2 separate regions of the Danio rerio genome follow, and region 2 is linked to region 1. A link is a contact called in public HiCAR-type data. All regions are on one chromosome and are shown on one strand. Each heading gives the region's core, a stretch centred on a gene start, on an enhancer-like site or on the middle of the called end of the contact. The rest is flanking DNA. Distances are from core to core; before and after follow the strand shown.

Region 1 (2,664 bases), core at 88-2,587:
GCACATAACATTAGGCTAGATATTCTGCAAGACACTTCTATACAGCTTAAAGTGACATTTAAAGGATTAACTAGGTTAATTCGGTTAACTAGGCAGGTTAGGGTAATTAGGCAAGTTATTGTATAACGATGGTTTGTTCTGTAGACTATCTAAACAAATAGCTTAAAGAGCTAATAATATTGACCTTAAAATGGGTTTTAAAAAATTAAAAACTGCCTTTATTCTAGCCGAAATAAAACAAATCAGACTTTCTCCAGAAGAAAAAATATTATCAGACATACTGTGAACATTTCCTTGCTCTGTTAAACGTCATTTGGAAAATATTTTAAAAAGAAAAACAATTTCAAAGGGAGGTTAATAATTCTGACTTCAACTGTATGCTGTATATGTGTATATGCGTGTGTGTGCGTGTGTTTGTGTTTTGTGACATATCAGGACACAAATCTATATAATGACATGGGTATGACACAGGTATTACAAAAAGGAAGTGAAATATGAGGACATTGGTGACGTCCTCATTTCTCAAAAAGCTTATAAACCCCACAGGATGAGTTTAATCAGAGTAAAGCTGCACACTGACTCCTGTGATGGTTGGGATTAGGGATAGAGTGGGGTGAGGGCAATACAATATACGGTTTAAACAGTATAAAATTAATGGAAACCTATGTACTGTACTTTTAATGTACCCACTTTTCACAAAAACAAATATGCGTGTGTGCGTGTGTGTGTGTGTGTGTGTGTCTCGGACTTTATATGACTCTGCAGACAGTTTAGAGTAGCCCGTGATTTGACCCAGATTACATCACTTGGAGACAAATTATATCACTTACCTGTACAGCCTGAGAGTGTGTGTGTGTGTGTGCATGTGTGTGTGTGTGTGTGTGCAATGCATGCATTAGTTTTATTGAATTTGCATACTGTATAAGTGTGTCAGTGTACACTGACTCAGACTGGAGTAACTTTTAGCATTTTCCATGGCCATGACTGCATTCATGTAGGAAATGTTTGTTTCTTCAATGTTTTGTTCTGCGAGATCTCACCTTTCTGAACTCTCTGAAGTGGATGAATTTGACAACACTGTATTTGTTTTGTAGAACGAACTTAAATTGTGAGAATTGTTATGTGTTATTGGTTCTGTGGTGCATATTGAATTAATAAATGCATGTTTATACTGCTGTGTGTGTATTATGTGCAATTCCACACAATTTCCATGGAGTTGCTAAATAGAAATGTGCTTTTGTACATTCTTCTTATTATATTTCTTTTATAGGAAAAGAGCAAATGTACTCACAATCGTTGTCTTGGGGCAAATCATGGAGGCAGGACTGCATACTCCTGTAAGTGGTGAGATATTTGGTTAATAATAACACTACTACTGACACTACAATTATATAAAAATATTCATTCATTTTCTTTTCAGCTTAGTCCATTTATTAATCTGGGGTCGCCACAGCGAAATGAACCGCCAACTTATCCAGCATATGTTTCACGAAGCGGATGCCCTTCCAGTTGCAACCCATCACTGGGAAACATCCATGCACACTCATTCACACACACATACCATGGACAATTTAGCTTACCCAATTCCCCTATAGCGCATGTGTTTGGACTGTGGGATAAACCGGAGCACCCGGAGGAAACCCATGCCAACACAGGGAGAACATGCAAACTCCACACAGAAATGGCAACTGGTCCAGTCGGGGCTCGAACCAGAGACCTTCTTGCTGTGAGGCAATTGTGCTAACCACTGTGCCACAGTGGCGCCCAATAATATTAATAATAATAAAAAGATAAAGATTATAGAGTTTTCTGATGTTTCAGTGTTGGAAAAGCATAATTTGGACATAAAACATTTAAAAATTAAATAAAAAATTTAAAAAGCACACTTTAAAACATCTTTAATCCTAAATGTTTTAAATGTTTCACACAAATTCATTAATCAAACTTCTCCATCAACTAGTCCACTTTAACCACTTTAATAAGAGATGTTAAACTGAAAATGTGAACAAATAAATATATATTCAAAAAAAAAGTATTAAGTCAGAAGTCACACTTACTGTGTTCCAATTCGTTGTTTTCTACATAGAACATGAGAAAACTCTCAATATTAAAATGCGAATGTTGTTTGGTTTTCTGCATACTTTATATTATAATTGTTCATGTTCTGGAGAATACACTGTACTCCTGTTTAACTGCTTGGAAACACAAATTTCGACATCCAATGACAGCAACTCAATGCATTTAGGCATGTAGACATGGTCAAGACGATCTGCTGCATTTCAAAGCGAGCATCAGAATGGAGAAGAAAAGGGATTGAAGTGACTTTGAAAGTGGCATGGTTGTTGGTGCCAGACGGGCTGCTCTGAGTATTTCAAAAGCTGCTGATCTACTGGAATTTTCACGCACAACCATCTCTAGGGTTTACAGAGAATGCTCCGACAAAGAGGAAATATCTAGTGAGCGGCAGTTCTGTGGGCGCAAATGCCTTGTTGATGCCAGAGGTCAGAGGAGAATGGCCAGACTGGTTCAGCTAATAGAAAGGCAACAGTAACTCAAATAAGCACTCGATACAACCGAGCTCTGCAGAAGAGCATCTCTGAACACACAACACGTCCAACCTTGAGGCGGATGGGCTACAGCAGCAGAACAGCACACCGGGTGCCG
Region 2 (2,664 bases), core at 87-2,586, 84 kb before region 1:
TGCTGCGCTTTCTTAGTGAACATTGACTTTTTTATTGCTGTCGATGGTTACTTGATGGACGTTCAACTAGGCCTATTGAACATTTCCATCTCACAAACGTTCTTCACACTAAAGAAAATGCTTGTTTGGCGTAATGCAATGTTTGGTCAATTATAAACAAACCCAAAAATTGGGTAATTTCTTACTAATTTAATTTAAATAACATTTTTAACCAAAACGTTTGGGTTTGTCTATATTTGACCCAACGTTGGAATACAACAACCCAGAAATTTAATTTAATTTAAATTCAAACGAATGTGTGGAATGTTCTTCACATTAAAAGAACGTGTTCTATTAAGAGCTTTGAACTGAATGGAATCCCAAAAGGGTTCTTATTCTACACTGTTAACAAATCCTGGTTGCCTTAATTTTTTTTTATCAAATTAACCTTAAGAGTCCAAAAATCCTAAATCAAACAAAAAGTGCTCAGATGTAGCTTAACTAATGCTAACTCTGGGTAAGGGATTTAATAGAATAAACTACAAAAATCAGTCCAAGGTACTCGAAAAAATTTGATTTTTTTTAAAGTAACCTTATGAGCTTTATGAGTCCATTGAACTTATATTATGTCAAACTGACTTAAAACCGCTTGCGTAGCTACAAAGTTAGGTTAGAACATGATTAACTTAGTTTATAAAAATGAAAACACATGATGTCATGACTAACTGATCATATAATTTTCTACAGTGTCGAATATTACAATCAAACCCCCATTTTTACACTTTTTATAAAGGTCTCCTGAACATTTTAACATTTTAAATACCAAATCCTACAGTTTAGTTCTTCTTAAAAGACGCAGGGAGCAGTAATTAACATTAGTAATATTTTTGTATGAATGTTAACTCACTTTGCTCCCTGGTCTTACCTTATGAGCTGCCATACGATTATTTTCTTTTATGTGCTGTTTGATTATTGATTGGCACGGCGCATTGATGGCGAACCAGGGCGCCCTATACAGCGAGCTGAAAGGATGAGAAGCGCTGGAACGATGAGACTCCAGTAACTTCTGTGTGACCTCTACATGACAAAGACGGTCTTCATCAATTGTCTGCAGGCTTTATGCGTCTCTTTTTGTGCCCTGGACCGTTTTTATCTTTTGTATTGTTTTGTTTTTACCAGTCAAAATGCCTGGGCTGGGTTTGATTTAGCTTAGTTGAATATTAATTTACAAAAAATGTTATACACTCACACACACATGCTTGGTTATGTGGCATGAGAACATGTTTTTATGATAGCATCTAATGTGTAAATAGAGATCCTCCCATATGATGATGAACAATTGGCTATTGCATGAGTCCCAGCACTGCTTTCCTCCTTGTCTCTTTCTTTTATATGGGTATTTAATCAATAAAATTTTATATTGTGTTATTTCCATCCTAATTGAGAGATAATGTGAAGTTTGTAAAAATCACTACTAGGTGTGCACAGCTTCTTCTCGGTTGATGAAGTCCCTCCACCTCGATTGGCCAAGCTGGTCACATGGTAGGCTAACTTTATTCAGTTGACAGCAAGTAGGAGGGCTTTATGGAGGGAGGAAAAAAAGACAACTCGAGAAAAATTAGTATTTCCTACCTTCAGAAATTAATGGCCATGAGTTCGTACATGGTGAACTCCAAGTATGTGGATCCCAAATTTCCTCCTTGCGAGGAATATTCTCAGAACAGCTATATACCTGAACAGAGCCCAGGCTACTACAGTCCGTCGCAGGACACTGATTTCCAGCATCCCGGAATCTATTCACGGTCAAACTACTCTGAACAGCCTTACAGTTGTAGCACTGTCCAGGGCTCGTCGGTGCAGCCGCGGGGTCATGTGCAGGATCAAGCCAGCACCCCTAGCCCTTTCCCTGCACAGACAGAGCAGTGTCCCGCGGTCCAGATTTCCGGATCGAGGACTGGTGGACAACAACAAAACACAAAGACCCAGAACGGGATACCAACGAAGCAGCCTGCTGTAGTTTACCCGTGGATGAAGAAAGTGCACGTTACTACGGGTAAGATCCACTCTCTTTGCTGTCTGCTCGCATAGGCCATCCCTATTCTGCTGTTTTAGCCACAGTTAAAATCATTGAGTGAAATATTTATGGGTTCCTCTGAAGGGGCCGCCAATTACACCAGCCATAAATTTTTATTGCTTAGGAAATAGGCCGCTAGCTGTGTTGGCCACTCTTGCAGTATTGAGAGTCCACTTGGCCCGAAGCTTTGATTTAAACAATTTAGCCATGATAAACTTTTTTATTTTTAAATCACAGACACTTAAAATCTGCTATTTCACTTTAAAGAAGTGCTTGTTACTTTTGGTAAAAGTTTAGATATTTGAAAATGAGTGGATCGGATATGTTTGCAGATTTTGTTTAATGCAAAAGTGTGATTTTGTCCTTCACAGTGAACCCGGATTACACAGGACCTGAACCCAAACGTTCTCGGACAGCCTACACAAGACAGCAGGTTCTCGAACTAGAGAAGGAGTTTCATTTTAACAGGTATCTAACAAGACGGCGTCGCATCGAGATCGCGCACACACTCTGTCTTTCTGAAAGACAGATTAAAATCTGGTTTCAGAACAGGAGAATGAAATGGAAAAAGGATCACAAACTACCAAACACGAAAGGAAGATCGGCATCAG

The links. HiCAR-type assays count read pairs that join an accessible place to other places.
Region 2: a HiCAR-type map of caudal fin shows a contact between it and region 1, with 3 times the contacts expected there. The contact joins the promoter of hoxd4a here to the promoter of si:rp71-78h1.1 in region 1. A contact is called at or near these places in 1 of 18 Hi-C or Micro-C datasets (embryo) and 3 of 4 datasets of contacts at active chromatin or transcription factors (caudal fin, embryo and gastrula embryo).

Annotation. Positions count from the first base shown.
Region 1 is chr9:1,863,429-1,866,092 of GRCz12tu, reverse strand. It overlaps si:rp71-78h1.1 (a long non-coding RNA gene), which reads right to left and starts at 1,337. Exons shown (of 2, transcript NR_187361.1): 1 at 1,292-1,337.
Region 2 is chr9:1,947,251-1,949,914 of GRCz12tu, reverse strand. hoxd4a (homeobox D4a) reads left to right here and starts at 1,336. Exons shown (of 2, transcript NM_001126445.2): 1 at 1,336-2,032; 2 at 2,425-2,664. The coding sequence starts at 1,564. It also overlaps a transcript of hoxd3a not described here.